2 separate regions of the Zea mays genome follow, and region 1 is linked to region 2. Evidence: chromatin contacts called from public Hi-C data. All regions are on one chromosome and are shown on one strand. Each heading gives the region's core, a stretch centred on a gene start, on an enhancer-like site or on the middle of the called end of the contact. The rest is flanking DNA. Distances are from core to core; before and after follow the strand shown. Region 1 holds the start of LOC100272439 (carbonic anhydrase). Region 2 has its middle 17 kb from the start of LOC109944360.

The links. Hi-C and Micro-C count contacts between places; a contact is called where the count stands out from the background.
Region 1: a Hi-C map of bundle sheath shows a contact between it and region 2, with 1.8 times the contacts expected there. The contact joins the promoter of LOC100272439 here to the enhancer-like site in region 2. A contact is called at or near these places in 2 of 25 Hi-C or Micro-C datasets (bundle sheath and endosperm).

What each region holds. Positions count from the first base shown.
Region 1 is chr2:192,296,039-192,301,367 of Zm-B73-REFERENCE-NAM-5.0, forward strand. LOC100272439 (carbonic anhydrase) reads right to left here and starts at 3,257. Exons shown (of 9, transcript NM_001359716.1): 1 at 2,952-3,257; 2 at 2,801-2,853; 3 at 1,852-2,013; 4 at 1,716-1,764; 5 at 1,511-1,624; 6 at 1,358-1,411; 7 at 1,157-1,239; 8 at 950-1,055; 9 at 1-565. The coding sequence starts at 3,047. The coding sequence ends at 368.
Region 2 is chr2:192,172,659-192,177,620 of Zm-B73-REFERENCE-NAM-5.0, forward strand. No RefSeq gene overlaps it. Among protein-coding and RNA genes, the nearest start is that of LOC109944360, 17 kb to the right of the region's middle. Within about 2 kb of position 3,668, at least 19 of the 20 cell types and tissues checked have an H3K27ac peak or open chromatin away from gene starts, as enhancers often do. A contact at or near this core is called in bundle sheath, where this site is marked.

The DNA.
Region 1 (5,329 bases), core at 2,007-4,506, 120 kb after region 2:
CCCCGGTAGTTCCACAGACTTTCACTTTGCCACCATATTGTTCATTGCGTCGCACCTCACTCCATTGTGGCTTTGTGCTTCCACAGTGGAGAGTTCCTGTACGTATCAAACAATAGCTGCTACAACTACAATGCCGATGCACCTGCCCGTGAGTATGCAATACTACAGCAAGCTGACATGCTAGTGCCATAGTGCCATGCATCGCAATGGACACAGTTATTTGATACAGGGACTCGCTTCTGCAGGACATCAATACCACAATGGAGCAAAGGTGCGACGGAAATGCACAGCGTAGTGGCAAAGCAAAACCATGCTTAACTGCAGGGCGCAGAGTGAAATTTACCCAAGTAAATGAGGCCTTCATTGGTCAAGACCAGGTGGACCTATTCTTTATAGCGTACTTGCTTCCACCTTCCAACCCTTCACGGTACAATAATGTCCATTTCTCAAATGTGCAATCAACGAAGTTGTAGTAGCCTCCGTGGAGATTCAAAGTACCTTCATTCACCCTCTTCTCTATCCATGGGTATGTTAACAAGTTCAACAGAGAGCTATTTATTGATTCCTGTAACAAAAGGAAGAAATCAATACATGTCAGACACCGAGCTATTTATTGACTCCTGTAACAAAAAAAAGAAATCAATACATGTCAGACACCGTGAGTGGTTGTGCTTAGTAATATCATACTATGACTACATAAACCTTGAACAAAAGAAAACCAACATATTTGCCAAGATAAATTTGAATTGTATAACTAGTACGAGACATCCATATCTAACCCTAGTATAGATAAAGACTATGAACAGGGAAGAACAATAGGATGAGCAGGCAAGATCTTGAGATGAATCTGAATTAGTGAAAGCCATGGAATTGATTGATCCTGTGCACTACATTAGGCAATATTTTTGTAAAAGTTAAGGCTCGTGATCACACATCACCCAAGAATCACCTTTTCACAATGTTTGCACTGCATGTCAAAACTCAAATTTCCAGCTGCAGCTCTTGTGCTTAACCTTGCGCTCTTCCCAATTGAAACCCAGTTTTTAATGAAGCTTCTGTGTCGATAAAATAAATGAAATCAGAAATTCAGAGACTAGTCTAAAGTCTAAACGGACAACAAAAGAACATGTAATGAAGAAATGGCTAGAACTTTTACCCGGACGTTGAATCATCTTTCATGCTCATTAGTGCCTGGATGCCCCCACACCTACTGTGGCCTACCACCAGTACATTCTCTACCTGAGCAAATGAAGGCAAATGTGCCAGTCTCAAGAATGCTTTTATGTTACTTCAGCAAAAAAGGAATAAATAGGATAAAAGAAACAAATCATTAATGAAACACACAGTAAACTTATACCTCGAGTGTATTGATAGCAAACTCTAGTGCTGCACTAGTCTCTGATCCCTCATGCTGGTATTGCAACATTTTGTTTACTGTCAGTACTTCCACAAAGGAATGCATTGCTTGAGAGTTCAATCACAGCCTAAAGATGCAAAAAAATTGTAATACCTCATATGGTGGTACCAAATTCGCCACATTACGAACCGTAAATGCTTCGCCAGGCTGAAACCCCAAAACAGCGGTAGGGCAGACTCTGGAGTCAGCACAAGCAATCACCATGAACTGCACACAAGAACAGAAAACCAAAAGTAATCCCGTAAGGCTCATAATGCCAATATTAAAATTATTTTGTATCAAAGTCATTATCGTGTACCTTTGGTGTTTGCTGTTCAGCAAGATTTTGGTAATTTGAAAAATTCTCCCTGTCCATAGTTCCAGATACAGCAATGTCAAAAAAACTGTGAAACGTTAAGGTGAATGATATGTGTTGTACTTCATGATCCACTTACACATAGTTTCTCTGTTTGAAGTCCATGAATCTCGCTTTCAAATCCATGAATGGACCGTGTTCTGCACCTACCTCATCTATTGTATCATGTTGAAAATCCAAAAGTTGTCGGGTCAAGCCAGTGTGGTCTCTGGAGGCCATTGTGACAGATAATAACTCTCTCCTGCAGAAGACGATCTTATTAAATAATTTTCTGCCCAAACATATTAAGAACTGGGTGGATTGGAGGCCAGGGTGATCTCTGAAGGATCACAACGATGTTTTTGTGGTACAAGAAAATGCAAAATCCTGGCTGGCAAAATTCATGTGAGTTTATGTAATGTCCGGAGATCACAACACTATATAGGTCTACAGATAATTGGTGTAAATTGGATGCGACCCCCCCCCCCCCCCCCCCAAAAAAAAAAACTTATCTGAAAACCACTAATTAGCTGATAATAATAAATATAGAGTTATCTGAAAGCGATGTTTTAGGATAGGCTTAAATTGGAACCGTTCGTGAGTACATTAAAGCACTTACAATATGTCAATCCACACAGAGGAAAACAAATATATCCATCTACCATTAGTGTTTCCATCCGACAACAGTGTACTACAGGCTACTGCAAATTCAAATCGCAAGAAAGTGGAACGTTGATCTAAACTGTTGAACCAAGTAGTTGACTAAGCTAAACGGCCCCCAGAAATACAAATTCTCAAATCTCAATTTGGATCTCATTTCTTGCGCTGCAGAATTCACCAAGCTAAGGTACATAGTAAGCCACCGAGGAGGCAATTGGAGTTATTGCACGGAGAAGCTAGATAAGTAGTTTAGATACTCAAGGAACCAGGGGAGGTTGCGCCGGACACGATGGAAGCAAGGGAATCGTGAAGACAGACAGTTGCGCGACCTGATCGCTGATCCAAACTTAGAAGCTGCAGAAATTACAGAGGAGATCGACTCGACTCACCGGCTAGATCCTCCCAGCCGCAGAGCAACACCGCGCGTCCCCGAATCACCGATCTGCGGCACCCGAGAAAACCCAGAGATAAGCAAAGAGGGAGTCCCAGCGAGTCGGAAACCCCAAGAGACGGCGAAAGCGAGCGCGGATAGAAGCTCACCATAACCGCGCCGTGGCCCCTGCCGGAGTCGGGGGTTGGCGCGGCGGCAGGGCGGAGACATCGGGAGGCGGAGCGGTGGAGGACGCCGCTAGCCATGTGAGCACGGGGCAGGGCGTCGTGGTGTCCGGGCCTGGGGCATTCGAGGAAGGGGAGCTTGGTGCGGCAATGGCCGGGGGTGCCTCCTTTTAGGGGAGGTGAGCAGCGGACAGACAGCAAGGCGGAGGAGACGGGGACGACGGCGATGGGGCGGAGGAGTCGAGGTCGAGGTGGCGGTGGCGGTGGTTTTATTGTTTTAATCTGTTTTCGTGCAAAGTGATTAGTTACCGTGATTGGACTGTTTGGGGCTGAAATTTCATTGACGCTCCAGTGTGGGTGTGGGCCGGGGCGACCGACCCGCGCGAGAGTCGTGCCGTCGGATTGGATGTGCGGTGGAGCGACCCTCACCGTTCAATTCCCTACTTGTTGGAGCGGTTGCAGTGGGTGGGACACCTGGCAGGCAGGACCGTATTTATTAGGCCCGCAATGATCAATGAATGGTCTACAAACGTCCATACGGATACGGTAGAGTGATTGGAGTTGCCTGTGTCCAATCCATACGCATGTGTCGTTTTACGACGCACGACGACGTATCATGATTAGAAGAAGAATACTCCAGACGTCCTGCTGGTAGTTTTTGAGGAAAAAAATAGAAAAAGAATGCAGACCCGCCATTGAATAATGAGCGTGATCGACGGAAACGAAGATGACCGCAGCGGGGACAGGAAAAACAAGAAACACACACACACGAGGTATTCGCGCGAGCAGAGAAGTGCTCGAATGCACGCTTTTACTACTATATCTATCCATGGCTCCATGCTCACCGATGCTCTCCACGCCGAGACAGCCGCCGCTCGTCGGGGCGCGGCGTGCGGGGCGGCGGGAGGAGCTCATCCTTCCGGGCGGCCGCGTGCCGCTCGCCGCCGTCGTCTGACTCTGAGGACGGGCACAGTCGCCGCGCCGCCGCGGAAGCCGAGGACGCGCGCGTCGTCGAAGCAGCGGCGAGGCGGAGCAGTGCCGTGCGCGGCATGGCCTGGAGAATGGACGGGCGGTTGTGGTGGATCACTGGATTCTGGACGGCCACGTGCTCCTCTCCCAACCTCCATGACAGCACCGCGCTTTGCGATTGGCTCTATAGAAGAGAGAGAGAGAAGACAACTGCTCCACCTCCAGATATGACACGGACAATGAGTGGCAGGCCTATCCTCTTCGCCGACTGCGCACGACACTTCGAACCCGTCACCGGCACGGAAGTGAGCACCGGAAACAGGGCCACAAAATTGAGCAGAAAGACGTCCGCGTCGCGTCGCGGCACCCTCGTGTCCGCATGCGCGCTTTAATTTGATTAAAGAAATTTGGCTCTTAAAATATAAAATATAGTAAGATAACTGAACATTTAGGTAGTGTTTGGTTTGGTGTCAACGAGGGATGGGACGGGATCAACCTTGGGCTGATCCCGTCCCTTATTTTTTGAGGGATGACCTCATCCACCATTTTTGAAGAATATTCCTTGACCCTGACTCTGGACCTCCAAACCAAACGCGGGTCAAGTTAGAATGATCTCATCCCATCCCTCTTCATCCTTCCTCGTCCCTCCATCCAAACACTACCTTAACTATTTTAGTTTCGTTCCCGTTATGACCGAACTAATGGAACTTTTTTTTTTCCAAAAGAAGCTAATATAACATTAAATACACATGTTACAAAGTAATTACACAAACACTGTATTAGTTATAAATTTATAAGGGAACAAACAGTAATATAATAACACAAATATATAGAGGTTCAAACACAAAACATCACAAAAAAACAAATGTGGACATTCGGGTACCCCAGTATTTTAGATCGGGTAGATCAGTAATAAAAACCGCTACTCGATGTTTAGCTTGAAAACATTATCAAATTTGGGAACATATCGGTGCACATGTGCATTTGGTACGCACCTGAAATAACAAAGTTCACAAAAAAAGTTTAAAAATCACAAATATTCTTTCTATCTTACTTTAATTATATATAAAATTTTAAGTTCAAATTTATTATACTTTAGCTGTAATAAAAAATAAGATTTCTGATGGGTTTAAATTAGAAAATTGGCTAAATGTTCTATTCTTTATTATAGCTAAAATATAATGAATTTGACCTTGAATTTTTGTATATAATAGAAGTAGGATGAGAAGAATATGTAAGGGTTTTTTTTGGATTTTTTTGTGAACTTTGTTAGTTCATGTGCACTAAATACTTCCATTCGGACAATTCCATTCAGACAACTCCGGCAAAACATAAAATTTGCACATAAATTCAGCAATGATATATAGTACATAACTTTATCGGCAACTTGCATA
Region 2 (4,962 bases), core at 2,418-4,917:
ACCGAAATAACCGAGAACCAAAACCGTTATGAAATTCGGTTCTGGTTTTTTGAGAACCGAAATAAATGAGATATTTTCGGTTCTGCACTCCAAAGAACCGAAAGAACCGAAGGAACCGAAAAAACCAAAAGTATTAGATTCAATTTGTTACATGTGTTTGTAACTTCGGATGTTGTTTTATCGACTTATGTTGAACCTCTAATCATCCATGTATTATCTATGAAATTATGGTCATTGTGCGCTTGTGGTTGTTTGTGGGGAGATGTTGCTAAAATTTCTCACAAAAATTGTCGTTATTCACAATTTTAGAGTGGCTGTTATACTTCGGTTAGAACCGAGGAACCGAACCGAAGAACCGAGAACCGAACTAGTCGGTTCTGGTTTCTTTATCTTACTATTTCGGTTCTAGTTTTTGAAGAACCGAATTTCTACAAGAATCAAGGAACCGAACGCCCAGTCCTACTCTTGAGGGGTCCGGACCCTAACTGTAATGGTTCGGACACGTGGCGGTACCGGACCTCACCTAGCTTGAGGCCCGGATGTAGATTAGTTTAAATGTGCAATTCCATGAGGCGACACGGTTTGTGATAATTTTACTAGAAAAGTTGTACTGCTGCTAAAGTTTACTCTAAAATATTTTATAGTGCATTCCTTTAGTCACAGTGATCTAAATACAACTAAAATAAAATCACAATATGCATAGACATTTGAGAGCATTCTAAACATTACATGTATTTTTGACATGTACACCTCTCGGAACCAATCTATTGCAACCATTTCCCACTAATGCCATAACCCACTAGATTTAACTAATTATTTTATAGAGCTTATGCTTGAGAATTTTCAATATGTGAACCCTGAAATAGTGAAACTGAGAACCTTAATCTTCTACAATCCAGGAAACCAATGTAGCCTCCTAATCACCAACCTTATGAACTAGACCAATTAAAAAGGTATATAATCAACACAGCTGAACAAGCATACTCTGAGTTACATGTTGTTTTCACCGATATAGTTACGTAGCCTCCTTGCTTTAGGCGGTCATCTTCGATTAGACCACATGTCCGAAAAACTACTTAAGCAGTCATGACACTGTCACATTTGGTATGCTCCTTTCCAAGTTGGTGCTCCTCTCTCCTTTTATACATTTTTTGGTGGTTTCCTGTGCCATCCAACCACCTTTTTAGAGCTTGGTACCTTTTTTGTTTTGCATTTGCTTCAAGCCCTGTAAAAACAACAAAATCACATGTGTTGTTGAAAGTTCACCTAGTATTTTATACTTTACTCACCAACGTTCAAGTTTCTCCGTGTGTTTATCCTCGATCCTTTTTAATCATTTTAGTAATCCATATAGGAACGACTAAATCAACAGAAATGTGTGCAAGACCCAGTAAGAACAAAAGGCAGGGAGCACAATCCTTCTGGCATGCCTAGTTATTTCCTTGATTCATGATTATAGCTTTGCCTCCCGGTTTAATGACATAATCTCCCTCCTCCACCCCTTTTCTATCATTCAAGATATATGGCTCACCCTAAGTTAAGAGAGGTATTTGCAGAAACGATCAAGGCAAAAAAGGGCAAGGAATATAATAGTTCTGATATGCTCGGTTATTTTCTAACATTACAATCTTTGTTTAGCAGGTACTAGAGTGGGGAAAATCACCAGTCACGTCCATGGTTCTAACAAATCACAATTCTCTGTTACATTGCAGTGATGTAATCTTCGCACCATGTCTCAACTATATTTGGTTGGTTACTTGCATCTCATTCTAGATTAAGACGATTTGAGTTGCAATCCGGTTTGCATCAATTTTATGCATTGACAACAAGAGAAATAAACATACACGTTGCTCCTTCTATCTAGAACACCAATGCACTCTCTCTCACCAAGTAGCCATGCCAAAGTTGAAGACTATAGAAACACCAAATGTAAGTCAAAGAAAAACATAGATTGCTTCATCAGCATCTCTTACATCCCTAGATACCACGCTAATATTATTTTCAGGTCAATCGAATGCTATCTTACCCACCAACAAAGGATGAAGACCAAGTGAGCAACATACATGTTCAACACCAAGAAATTCGCCACCCAATTCCTCGAAGCTATATGCTCTTACTGCCATACATTCGCATTGTATTATTTGCCTTTGTTTTTCTTTTCCCAAAGGAGCAAACTTCCTCTCAGCAAAACATGGATTAAAGTAGCAGTGAGAAAATATATGCACCTTCATTGGAATCACCTTAAAAAAGGCATTGCATAATGACCAAGTCTTCCTAACACCACCTTTACAAACTTTTATCCATTCTATGGATCGTAATCGTACGATTCCAGCACTTGTAGCCAACCTCTCTGTATTTTGCTTGTCAAAATTTTGGAACTTACCGCTTGCGACCCAACTTTGATGCATTAGCTACAGTACATCGTTCATAAACTTTCAAACTTTTGTTTGTAACTATTTTAACACTTCATGTATGAGACGAAAAATTGATGCACCACCCTTATCGGATCATTAATGAACTTTGTAATACCTGGAGTTTGAATGCTATCCCTTATGCTCTATACTAATATTAACTATTATCATGATATATAACTTCGAAATTTTGTCATGAACTCTCAAACTTTGGTGTCCAAATATTGTAGTACCTTATATATGTGATGAAATATCAATGCATCATTAGTGTTGTTCTGTGTACATTTATCAATATTAAATTTTACTGTTTCATATAACTTCAAAATTTTGTATCACTAAATTCAAACGCGGGCGCTGGCGCGCGCGAGTTCACTAGTCTATATTAGGGTTCTATGCCTATAAAAGGGTGTACTCTAACCCTTTTTCTTCTATTCTTTTCACACGTGCTAACTTTGGGTGTGTTTGTTTCCCTTCTAAATTATACAAGTTTGATTTTTTTTTTGAACGTATATAAGTTGGATTATGGTGCAATGTTAGAGGATAAAATATCACTTTATGACCACAAATAAGTTGAAATAAACTAATATTGTATAGCTTATTTTAGCTTATTTGTGATCCAAAGTGATATTTTACTCTCATATTCTTCCACTATGATCCAACTTATCTAATCTAAGAGGTAAACAAACAGGGCCTTAAATGTGTTCCCCACACTTATGCATATAAGTTAGCATTTTCACAAACATATCTAAAATAGAGTTTCGTAGCTTCAAATTCGAACGACAACTAACGTACAAACGACCCAGATCAAGTACGATGTCGCTAGCTTGTCAGCAGATTGGCACTACTCCTCACCACAGCATACATGATGCAATTCAGAGGCTCAACCTCAAAGGTGGAGAACAAATGCAGGTTCTTCCTCTTGCTACTGATGCAAAGAAAACTACTGATGACAGAGCGGAGATATGATGACGACCGACAGGAGATGGGATAATTAAGCGTGGAGGCCAAGCAAACTCCGTCTACGAGCTTTGCACAATAATAAAAATGGTTCTGGTTTATAAGCTGTTGGACCAAGGGTTGCGTCCACATGTCAAGTTGCCGTACGATAAATGCAATTCTTATTTTAAGAGAGAGAGAGAGAGAAGTAGTCTTGGAGACGACTAGCTTCTAGGCGTTTCGTTAGTTTCTATTCTAACCAATGTTCACCCACCACCCATAAGCGGAGCGAGAGCGAGGCGTCCCTCCCTCGTGATCTCTACTCTGTCGCTGGTTCGCTGCCAGCCTGCCACGGCGTACCACTGCTCCGTCCGTCCGGGACGCCCGCGCCAGTTCGCCAGCCGTTGCCGTTGCCGTTGCCGTTGCCGTTGGGCTTCCTACTCATTCTGCCAGCACGCACCATCCTCTTTCTCCTTTTTTTCGCAAGGCGAGGATGCGCATGAACTCCAGCAATGATTCGCAGTACATTTGAAAATCCGGCAGTATGTAACGGCGCGAGGAAGCAAGAACAGTGCCTTTTTCTACATCCCATCCCAGGGGTGAGTGCATTCGGTACTGGTACCATGCCACCATGGCATGTTACCTTTTTTTTTTTTTGTACAGACCCAGAGAACACGGTAAAAAGGAACGAGCGGAAGGTCATCCTATTCCTCTCCTCTGATCGAAGCTGTACTGTACCACTTGTCCGCGAAGCTGGAAAAGCGACTTCCCTGGACAGGACCGCGGGCTCACGACGCGCGTAATTCGCTAGGCGGCACTCGGGCCCATCTACCGGCCTCCCGGCCGACAGGAGCCTGGGTCCCGCTGGGCCCAGCCCGGTAGGAAAAGAGGTGGTCCGTGGACCGTGGTGCGTCGCCGTAACAGATCCTTCCTTGCCACCGAGTATTTTCTCTGCCCGCTGGGCCCACTGCTTCCACTGGCTACCATGTCAGTGACGCTACGTTAGGCACTAGGCAGTACCGGATCCCACCCGCACGGGGAGTCGGGGACTACTTGGTTTATTTATTACAAACAAAATGGCAGTTCCCTGTTGTCAAATAAAATTTACGAGTAACTTAGAGTGAAAACGTTTCTGAATTTGTCGCTTTAGTCTGGTAGTACTGGAAGTCTGGAATTACCGCAACTTCGCGCCTAAATTAGCTCTGGCACACTGCACTTCTGAGTTCTCACTCGTCCTATACATCTATCAAATTTACCACGTCCAACACGAACAACTTGTTCGGTTAGAAGTACATTAAAGAAACTAGAGGAGATTAAATCCCCTTCTATATGAATTTAAATAGTGGGAAATTAAATCCTCTTTAATCTTCTTTAAACTACCTCAAACCGAATAAGCCTGAAAGATAAATTGTAATACCAAAGCAATATTTGCATGTAAGCTTATGTTACATTTGCAACATAGAAATTTGTATTGGTTGCATCTCCTTAAAGACAATGTATCTTAATTTTACTATTGTTTATGGCGTCAGGCCATCGGGGCTTGGTTCTCTCGGAAAACGAGACCCAGATACATAAAGCGAGATTATTTGAACACTTCATTCCAAAACTAGGTATG